3 separate regions of the Mus musculus genome follow, and regions 2 and 3 are each linked to region 1. The links are chromatin contacts, called in public Hi-C maps. All regions are on one chromosome and are shown on one strand. The core of a region is the stretch at or near the end of the contact, and the rest is flanking DNA. Distances in the headings are between cores, read along the strand shown. Region 1 overlaps Clta (clathrin, light polypeptide (Lca)). Region 2 overlaps Zcchc7 (zinc finger, CCHC domain containing 7). Region 3 overlaps Gm12679 (a long non-coding RNA gene).

Region 1 (3,421 bases), core at 689-3,188:
TATGAACTATCCGTGTTCATACACGCCTGTAGTGCCAGCACTCAGAAGCTGAGGCAGGAGATCAAGGGTTGTGAGACCAGCCTGGGCAAATTCCAGGTGAGCGTCAACCATACAGAAAGAAACTAAAGGTAGGTGGCATATAGCCTAATAATTCTAACAAAGGTTCCTAACAGTGAATAGAAGTATTTGGCTGGTGTAGTCCTTTGATGAATTTCTTGTTGAAGAATTGCCAGGCCACAGGGTATGTATTACTGTGAAGGTTCCTATTCTGAGGTAACGAGGTATCTGACATCTGACTTTCTTCTTTATTCAACTGTCTGAGATCTGCCTGTTTTTACTGTCTTCTGATCTCGAAATTCTCTTTATTAATAAATCTATAATACTGCAAGTATTTCCCCCATTTTGTTCACCTCCCTCCCCAGGCGCCTCTCTGTGCACCTGTGCATGCATGTGGAACTCAGGGGTTCTCATTGGATATCTTCCCCCAAGTGACTTCAACCTTATTTTTAAAGACATGGTCTGCTGGTTGGCCAGCAAGCACCAGGGATCCTGTCTCCTCCCAACTCTGGGCTTGCAGGCATCTACCACAGCAGTCAGATTTCACATGAGTACTTGGGATCTAACTCAGAGTCTCGCTTGTGCAGGATTTGAGCCATCTCCTATGTTCATCATTTGCACGTGCGCGCGTGTTTAATTGACACAGGCTTTTACTGTAGCCCAGACTGTCTTCAAACATCATGGAAAAACATCATGTTGGTGAGAATGACCTTAAACTTCGAATACTCTGCCTCCCTTCCCAAGTGCTGGGAATACAGGCCTACACCACTGTATAAGTCAGGTTATACGGTACTGGGAATTGAACCCAGGGCTTCATGCATATTAAGCAAGCACTCTACCAACTGAGCTACATCCCAACACCCCATATTGTTTTTCAACTTGGTTTATGACATTTAATCCTGAGAGTTTCAATTCAATTTGTCAGCAAATGTTACCAACTATTACTCTGTGGCTTCTGCAAGGGCTATCCCATAATAACATTTTTTTTTCTTTTATATAACTAATCACACTTTATTTAAGCCATCAGGTTTGACAGCGGGGGCCTTTCGCCCACTGAGCCATCTCACTGGTGTTTCTGCCGGTACTTTAAAGAATGTCTGTCTCACCTGGAATCTGTTTTTGTGTAAGGTAGAAGAGTGAGATACTCTTCGACCCCTGAGCCTCCGATGGCTAGCCCGACCAGTCCTACAGTATGGTTAATAGATTACAGCGAGCACTGTTAATACGGTTCAGCCTAGGGACAGCGCCAAAAGACGACTTTGGCCACTACTCTAATAAAACCAGAGCATTGCACACTCATACTCCTAAACTACTGGCAGCCTGCCCTTTGGGTCTGAGGAATCATCCTGGCCCGGCACATGCTTTGAGCTCTTTACTAGATATTACTTTATTCTTCTGACATTCTAAAGACTTATGTATGCGTATGGGTGCTTTGCCTGTATGTATATGCAGGCCACTGTGTATACAATGCCGGCAAAGACAAGAAGAGGTAATCAGATCCCCAGAAACTGCAGTTCCAGCTACCATGTGATGCTAGGAACTGCAGCTCGTAACCCCTGAGCCATCTCGATAGTCTTCTCATTCTTACATCAATCAGATGACCCAAGTCAAAGAACAGTCTACAGAAACAAAGGAATTATATCTATGGACTTTGATTTAAGACAACTCCACTAACACCAATGATGCAGAAAACTTTCTCAGGCATCTTAAGAAGTCCAGAAAGAAGGCAGGCAGAGTGGGGCACACCTTTAATCCCAGCCCTTGGGAGGCAGAGGTGGGCAGATCTCTGTGAGTTATAGACCAGCCTGATCTTCAGAGTGAGTTCCAGTACAGCCAGGGCTACACAGAGAAACTCTCTCAAAAAAACCAATAAAGGGAAGTCCAGAAAGCCACAGAGGCCACTCAAGCAGAGCAGCCCACGCTTTAGCCCCAGAACCTCGGGGACAGAAGCAGGTGATTCGAGTTCTGCCAGCCTTATTTATAGCAAGTTCCAGAACTACAGGAACAGACCCTGACTCAAACCACCACCCCATCCCCGCAAGAAGAAAATAACCAAGGGCAGAGTAAAGTTTCCATGGAGCAAGGCAACTTTAACCTTATGTTTATGTCAGCAAGTGAAGTCAGGCAGACCTAGGGCTGCATCCTAGCTGAGCCGAGGATTAGCTTGTACCTTAGAGCACAGCTTAGCTTGCACAGTAACCAGGTCTCATCCGAAACCTGCGACACCGCAGCCTCGCTGGCGGATGCTGCATGGATCCAGAGGCATGCGGAGTGTTTGGATGCAGTAAATGCACAGCATATTTAAATATCATGTGTAACACTCTTTAATTTCTTTCTTCCATTTCTACCAATAAAATTAATCTCCCTCCAGAAAAACAACCTTTAATTCATCTCTCTTGGCTTGTCAGAAACACCGTGCCTGTGACCACACGCTCTGTCGTCCACCAATAAATACTTTCTATATCCTCTCCTCCAGCCCCCACCACTGAGGGATATTTTTCAATATCTGACTTGCCCCACCTCCTTCCTAACCATCTGTTCTTCATGACTACCCCAGCCACTTCACCGGGTTGGTTACCTATCCCTAAACATATGTCTTGGCCCAGCCTTCTGTTTAACCTGTGGGCATCTCCCATGGGCATTTTCCCTGCAGAGGGAGCAAGTTTACGTCTTTTTTTTTTTTTTTAATCTGTCCCTCTGGAAAGTACATGAAGCAGAGCTCCCACCTACTCTTTCAATTTACTCGGTATACCCCAAAGCCTTCAAGCCTTTTTTTTTTTTAAAGACTTATTTATTATATGTAAGTACACTGTAGCTGTCTTCCGACACACCAGAAGAGAGCACCAGATCTCATTACAGATGGTTGTGAGCCACCATGTGGTTGCTGGGATTTGAACTCAGGACCTTTAGAAGAGCAGTTGGTGCTCTTAACCGCTGAGCCATTTCTCCAGTCTGCCTTCAAACCTTTTAACGCCTCTTCCTACTTCCAGAAAAACAGTAGCTAAAATTCACTGACTGCTTACTACACACCAGTAAGCAATCACAGACAAATTGATGTGATTCTAAAACACCTTGTGGTATATATTATGTACCTTAACAGAGAAGAAAGCAGGCTAAGCCGTGACAGTCGTTACATAAATCGCCTAAACTCGCCCTCAAGCAGCAGGATAGCCTGAATCCCAGCCACTACTGTGTTGAGTATGAAAGTTGTCAACTCCCAAGAGGAAGTGCTGAGATTACACTATTACTGCCCTCAACACACTGTCAGGAGCTGGCATTAAGTCGTTAAATGCTTAGTTCATAAAAACGTCTTTCCCAGGAACTAAGTCAGCAACCACCTCTTTCCTTCCCTTTGCTGAAAAAA
Region 2 (3,694 bases), core at 242-2,741, 890 kb before region 1:
CTCAGGTGAAAAAGCACACATTATATACTTTAGGCTTAACTAGCCTGTGCAATTTTCTATAGGAAAGCATGTAAATTAAAATGTCCAGTGGTCTTCCTCCCAGTTCTAGCGGCATATTCATCAAATATGTAGTATCTGGAAAACCCATTACTTAAGTCAATGATTTCTCTACTAGTAATGCTAACTGAAAGAAAAATACTTTTATAAAATTAAAAGTAGCTTTTTTGGTTCTCAGGTTAAGGATGACACACTCAAACATACTTACATACAAAACTTAATGTACGATATATCTTCAAGTACTCACTTCCTGCCTTCTGGCATAAAACTTTTGCTATGTACATATAATTTGAGTTCAATTACTATAGAGATAGCAAGCAGTTATTTATACATTAGTTATGGATAGTTCTTGATTACCACAGTATCCTCAGAATAATATGGTTGAAAAATCACAATCACTGAGTTGTCATAGACTGGCAGAATGCTACTCTACCATGTGACCTTTTCTGGTGTAGTAGCAATTTAGTAATAAAGAATTCCTTAGTTTTTGAACAATCATCTGATTGCCCTGTACAGGAAGATGATGACTGATATGGGAGTGGATGATATGAAACTTCTTCTCTTTTATTAGATAACAGTACTACAATTAAAAAAGACTTCAAAGCAGAGGTCATTGGAGAGCATACATGTTAATTCTAAATACAAAATGTAACCGCAATCATTAATCAAAATTTAAAATCCTATTTTTCCTACATGCTAAACTTTGGTGACTTCTTTTTAACACTCCTGAGTATTGTACACAGAGATATTTTAAAAATTCTCAGCAAGCAGAATGGCTAAGCATGGAAAATTTAGATAGAATAAACTTCTAAAGAAAGAAGCTAACTACTGCAAGTGAAAACTTGGTCTGATTAAAACATTTAGACTGAATGGGTAGTCAGCTGAAGTGAAAACACACACAGCATCATCATGCAGTCCTGGCCCACGGCTCCCACCTTCCTGGCATTTAGGTAGATGAACACCAGAACACACACAGCGCACTCGTACATCTGTTTCGGCAATGTGGTTCACTGCTTGCCAACTTTTGCCCAACTAGTTTTCCTGTCTATTGTACTTTGGATAATAAACATACATGAATAACTGAGTGTTATTATTCATAACATTCAAAGATGAATCAACATACTTTGCCATGCCAGATGAATTGAGAGTTTATATTGTGCATTTTGAACCATATTGAATTTTATCAGGTGCTAATTATTGTTTTATGAGAACAACGGCTTAGTGCATCTGTTGTTTAATTCCCACTTCCCTATTCTCAAATGCGTACATCAAAGAAAATAAAACACTCAATCTTAAACAGCCCCTGACAGCAGACCAAGACTCAAGTGCTCAACAGACAAGGCCCTTGCCACCAGTTCTCATATTTCCACAACAATGAACAAACACAAAACAAGGCTAAGCGGCCTTTCCTCCTCCTCAGCTCCCCTCGGCCAGTTGTCTGCCTTGTACTGAGGGAGCCTGGAACGCAGCCCTGCTGGGAGCACAGCACAGGAGAAAGGATTAGCCTTACTAACATGCGAGCATTTGCAAAAGGGAAGAAAAAAACCCCCAGTACTGTATTTGGTATATGAATAACCAAAATGTATGAGCTGACAAGAGACCAGGACAGGCCTGTGGCTCCCCGGGAGAAAATGTAGCTGTGATGAGTGACAGGGCTTTCAGGAAATATGTTCACAATCACAGACAGTGAAGGCCATGACCTAGATCGTTTAAGAGCTTGTCTTGTCAAATTATCAAAAGCTTCTTCCTCTCTGAATAAAGAGTGACATAAGTGAGTGTCAGGAAGCTGCAGGCTGACAAGCCAAGCATACAATAACAGAATGCACGTCACATACATGCTCACCACCGCCACTGCTAGCGGCAAATCTTAATGAGAGCGCGGCCAGCCCAGGAGACTTGGGTCCCTGCTGGCACAGCTACTCATCTCACAAAAATCCTTCAGCTCCAAGTCAGTTAGGCTCTGACACGACAACTACAATTACGAAACACAACTTTTTAACAGAATCCTCTGGTGCTTTGTCAAAGCCTCTGCTGTTAAGAGCTGGCCCCTTAAGTCACTGCAGCAAAACAAAAGATTTAATAAAACAAGCAATGCTTATCAATGCTGAATAACTTAAATTAAAAAAAATAAAGAGAATAATTTTGTTTAAAATCTGTTGACTGAGAAGTGATGGCAAGAAAAATAATCCCATCTCTGGAATGACTGTGAGTGTGAGTCTCCCCACACACTGATGCTGTTTTAAGCACCTTCCATTGCAAGGGACAGCCCTACACTGAAACCTGGTCAGCAGACTCTTCACAAAGACTCTCAAGTCATCCAACTGTCCAAACACTTGCCTAACCACCGTGTATGCATGGGGTTCTCCCGATATATTTATGTGAGCTGGAGTTTATCTTAGGAGGGAAGAAAATTAAGAGAATATTCTAACATTTACCTTAAACCAAAATTCTACATAAAGACAGCTCTAAGGTCTAACATTACAGAAATCTACAATTAAAATTCAAAATGTTTTAAGATTGTTTACTATATTTCTACTTTGCATAAAAATGGCTATTCTTGGTAAGGAGATAAATACATAAACACAAATAGGTTTAGACATATATTCAACACCTATAGTGTGGCAATGTATACAGAATCTATATATTTTTCAGCAATAAGTATGAAAATCCATTCACTGATCACTACCTCAAAGCTGCTTCCCAAATGAACTAGACTCCATAAAACTAACTTTTGATTTAAAGTCAAATTTTAGTCAGTGTTTATACTCAAAATTCTCTATAATCAGGAAAACTAACAAGCTATTTTTTTTTTTTGCAGAAAATATTCTCTTTTTTTGTATTCTCCTAAGTTAAGTGTAGTTATAAGGGCATAAAGTTTGTTAAATTATATTTCAGTTTTATTGGAAATGCAATTGTCCTACTTTACAGAAAAATATTTAAAATTGATCACAAAAGACCCTCAATATACTCACACACACTCAGTTCTCTTATGTAACATTTTCTTTAGAAAAAGAGTTTTTTAATAAGGAATCACAATGTCTGGAGATACTCTGATTCTAGATGACTGACATATGTTTGTTTATTTTACAAAGAGCTGCTAATTCTCTGACACTGCTTTTAGCTAAGGAAAATGAAACGTCAAACAATAGGAGAAAAAGAAGACAATGAGTCATGCGAGCACAACAGCTAACATTAGATATGCAGAACCAAAGAAAAGGCTGGGTTCAAATCCTGGCCCTGCTACTTACTGTCCTAGGCAAATTACATACTGCTGCGTCTCGGCTTTTGTATTTATGAAACAGGGCTCCCAGAACTCTCTCAATGTGCTGCTGTGATGGTTAGAGCTGAGAAGATTAATTCTTTAGAACAAAGCCTGCTAAATAGCAAGGCTCAACTGTTATTAGTCATGACTACAGTCACATGAGAGTGGCACTCTCTATACTCTATCAAAGCTCTATGGTCATGGACAAACGGACATCAATAAGGTAGCTGAGACTCCATCGGAGAGTGGTTGAGCTTGGTAGGAAAGCAAAGACTCCCAGAAACAAATGTAAAAGGAGAGAACAAACGACATTTCATTTAGATATTGCTGCTTGTGACTCCCTTCGTCATGGGAGTTGAGGAGAGACCAAAACCA
Region 3 (3,903 bases), core at 198-2,697, 960 kb before region 1:
AGGTAATCTGTCCTCTGCAGGCTAAATTCCAAACTCTGCTTGCGTTCCCTCTGTTTGTTGGACCGGACTTTACTCATGTCTGCTTAGCCCACTAGCATTTTAAGCTATAAAATACATTTTATTGACATCAGAGTTTTGCTATGTACCCCAGGCTGATCCAAATGCACCCCCCCTGGCATGTTAGAATTACAGGCCTGCACTATCATATCCAGCTTAACATTCATTTTAATCTCAAGTACAGTAAGTCCCTATGGAAGAAATGTTAAATGCTGTGAACACCTTCTCCCTTCACAGTAAATCCCTGGTTTTTTTTTTTTTTTTTTTTTTTTTTTTTTTTTCAGAAGCAGCCTCCTGTGGAAAGCCATATTGAATTGAAGGTCCCTTCTCAGTGCCCACAGACCTCTAAGATGCCTGAGGTTGGGGGTTCCTGTACCCCACACTGGGCCATGAGTTTCTTGAGTTCAAAAACCTCTTGGCCACCGTCTTTGGCAAGCAACATAGTATCAAGCTTGCCAAAGGACCGGATTTGTCTGTGATGGAAGGGCTAAGGAACACCCAGGCTTGGTCACCGCCCAGCCAGCCTTGAGGTTGGACAACAAAGAGGAGGGGCAGAAAGAAATCAGAAATCGCTGAGGCAGAGGTTAGGAGTCAGTCTTCTAGGGCCTCGTGTGGTTCCTCGGGGAGTTTTAAAGTCAGAAACACGGGGCAAGTGGCTGTTAGTTGAGGCAGGAGGAGCCGTCTTGCAGCCATAGGCTGGACAACAGGGGCATGACAGGTCCATGGAGTCTGAGTGGGGAGGTGCGATTCCAGGGTGGCCTCGGGATGAAAGCCCGCACACCCTCTCACTTGTGCCTATGATGGGTGGGCATCTAGAGGCCGCGGGGTTGTTTATCTCCAGCAAGTCCACCCTATTACATCACCTTCAGAAGCCCTCCTGTCGACTGTGAGGAAGTGACCCTCTGTGTGGTGGGGAGAGCCATGGAAGGGCGCTGCTGGGACCTCTACTGCGGGGCCTCGGTCCTCTAGCCACAGAGAGTGTATTGTGCTGACAGTGGGCTCTTTCTGGGAGAACAAACCTGGCCAGTGCCAGACTCAGATGCAAACCCGAGGCCTGAGTAGACCCAGGCTCCTGACTGTGCAGGTGAGAGGCAGACGAGAAGTCTGTCATTCTAGCGATGCCACGACCGGATTTACAGATAACGTGGTGGGATATGTGCGAGCGTGGGGGTGTTGCTCTGTGGAAACAGGCAGATTTTGCAGCTTGTTGTCATTGCTGGGGCATCGTGAGAAGTTGGCTGCTCAAAACATTGGGGCCACAGACTGGCTGGGTGACATCTGGCACAGCCCTTCTGTCTAGTTGGGAGAAATCACTGAGATCTCTTCGTGGGCGGCAGGTGCCAAGTCCTGGACCAGATCTTCAGGAGCCGGAGGCACAGTGGGATTAGCTTACACCGCACCCTGCTGGCCAGGGGACGAAATACATCCGTGGCATGTTCCTAGCCTTGTTGGGCTCTGCCGCCTCCTGGTGTTCATCCTCACTTTTGTGACACAAGTCCCTGCAACCCCTCCCCTGCAGGCAAGCCCTGGGTCTCTCTGACTTTTGTTGGAGGTGCGGAGGGATTTGAACCCAGATCCTGCTCGGTCCTTGGCGACTTTTTCTAATCACCTAGCTTCTGTTAGATCCTCGGACTGGGCTCCACCCTCCACTTCTGGAATCTGGAGGCTTGCAGGCTTGTACTAACCTGAAAGCCCTCCTAGACTCCCCAGCAGCTGTCTCAGAGTCCTGTGTCACTCCGTTCCCTACTGTCCTCAGCTCTGTCCAGCCTTTGACCCATTGCAAGACCCCAAAGTTATCCCTGTCACCTGGCTTTCTCCCAGCACTTGCCCAGCACACTCAGGCATAGAGTAGCCGAGCTGAGCCTTTTGCCTAGAGACACCTGGTGGACCAAGCACCCACACCCACGGGCTCAGCTCAGAGTATGGTCTGCTTTCCCAGCCAGGGGAGGGGCTACAGGAGGAGACAACTCGAAGATGCATTTCAATACTAGGCTTGCACAGGTACCTGTAAACTCATCAAAAGGTCAAATCTCAGATATAGAGTTATGTACTTCCCAACTTTATACAATACATGGTTAGCAAAAGGATACATTGTCCTAATGTATCCTAATGTGCTGTTTCAGTTAACTAACATTTACTACCTGAATGAATGTCCCTCATGCATACTGTGGAGGTTTGAATGAGAATGGCCCCATAGCCTCAGATATTTGAATGCTAGGTCCCCAGCTGATGAACTGTTTGGGAAGGATTAGGAGGTGTGGCCTTGTTAGAGGAGGTGTGTCACTGGGTGTGGGCTTTGAGGTTTCAGCATCCCAGTTTCAGTCTCTCTCTCTCTCTCTCCCACTGTGATGATAATGGAGTAACCCTCAGAAAGTATAAGCAACCCCCCAATTAAATGTTTCCTCTCATAAATTGCCTTGGTCATAGTGTCTCTTATTAGCATTAGAACAGTAACTATAGACAGCTAGTTGTTTGTTCAACAAATGGTTAACACAATTAACATTATCCCAACATGCCACTACAGTTAACATTAACCACCTGCATGAATATCCCTTATTACACACGTTAGCAGAAAAGCCCACATCATATTCTGTGATCAAAATTAGCTTTATGTGAAGTAGAACTTAAAATGAGTTCTTGTTGCTATGGTAGTGGCGGCTTTTATTTTTTTACGAAAGGGTCTCATGTACCTAGACAGGTCTCAAACTTACTGTGCAGCCAAAGATGGCCTTGAACTCATGATCCTCCTGCCTCTGCCCACCAAGTACTTGATTACAGGTCTGTACAGCTGTTGTCTGGCGTGTTTTTCTTTTTATGTATTTTATTTCTGAGGCAGGTTCTATTTTCCCTAGCCCAGGCTGGTCTCAAAAATCTCGATTTTCCTACATTATCCCCATGAGAGCTGAGATCACTATGCACAGCAAGATTTAAGATTATCCCACAAATGTTTCATCATTATCACCACCACCACCACCATCACCACCATCATTTTGAGTCAGGGTTTTACTATGTTGTCCTGTCCAGATAGGAACTCACTGTATAGATCTGACTGCTGTTGAATTCATGGCAATCCTCCCGCTGTTACCTCTGGAGTGCTGGGATTACAGGCTATGGCCATCACTACAAATCTTGGGGGCCACTAACCTTTCAACAATGCTCTCTCCAGACGCAGAAAAGATGGAGAGCAACTTAATCCTGAGACTGGCCACAGAACTCAGGGTTCCTTGTGGGCTTTGGACAAGACACTGCTTCTGTTAGGACCTTGCTTCTTCCTGAAGCATGAAGCTGATGTGGCAGAGGCCAGCCCACCTCCTCTTCAAAGGGCTGGATAGTAAATGTCTTCAGCTTTCAGGCCTGTGGTCTCTGTTGTAACTCCTCAGCACTGTGGTGACAAGCACAAAGGCTGCCTCAGATAATGCAGATGAGTGCCAATAAAACTTTATATAGTGACTGCTGAAATGTCAACATCATCTCTTTCTCATGTATCCCAAAGTGGTTGTTAGATTTTTTTTTTTTCTGAGCATGATCCACTTTTACTACGGTAATCTACAGGTGACCAGAGTTAGCCCACAGGGGTCATTTATCCCCAACGCGCTGTGTTCCCCGACTTCCACGCGTGTATGAGATATGCCTTGTTAAAAGGCAGATTCTGATTGAGCGCATTTGAGGAATGGGAATTCTGCCTTTCCTATGCGCTCCACGCAGTTGTGGCTCCAGCTACATTCCGAGTGGTCAGGCGAGGGACAATCATCAGCTTAGCCAGTCTCTGGAATGGTGGCTTTTACAATCAGTCCTGTCCGGTCCCAAAGCGAAGTTCCAGTCAGGCAACATGACCGCACTGGGTGC

Evidence for each region. A called contact is a pair of places that touch in the nucleus more often than the background predicts.
Region 2: a Hi-C map of B cells shows a contact between it and region 1, with 6 read pairs. The contact joins two enhancer-like sites.
Region 3: a Hi-C map of B cells shows a contact between it and region 1, with 7 read pairs. The contact joins two enhancer-like sites.

The regions. Positions count from the first base shown.
Region 1 is chr4:44,014,853-44,018,273 of GRCm38.p6, reverse strand. All of the region lies in intron 2 of Clta (clathrin, light polypeptide (Lca)), which reads right to left. Among named protein-coding and RNA genes, the nearest start is that of Clta, 12 kb to the right of the region's middle. Within about 2 kb of position 1,938, at least 22 of the 459 cell types and tissues checked have an H3K27ac peak or open chromatin away from gene starts, as enhancers often do. A contact at or near this core is called in B cells, where this site is marked.
Region 2 is chr4:44,903,943-44,907,636 of GRCm38.p6, reverse strand. The region is part of intron 5 of Zcchc7 (zinc finger, CCHC domain containing 7); the gene reads right to left. Among named protein-coding and RNA genes, the nearest start is that of Gm12678, 38 kb to the left of the region's middle. Within about 2 kb of position 1,491, at least 73 of the 459 cell types and tissues checked have an H3K27ac peak or open chromatin away from gene starts, as enhancers often do. A contact at or near this core is called in B cells, where this site is marked.
Region 3 is chr4:44,971,180-44,975,082 of GRCm38.p6, reverse strand. All of the region lies in intron 1 of Gm12679 (a long non-coding RNA gene), which reads left to right. Among named protein-coding and RNA genes, the nearest start is that of Gm12679, 5.5 kb to the left of the region's middle. Within about 2 kb of position 1,447, at least 60 of the 459 cell types and tissues checked have an H3K27ac peak or open chromatin away from gene starts, as enhancers often do. A contact at or near this core is called in B cells, where this site is marked.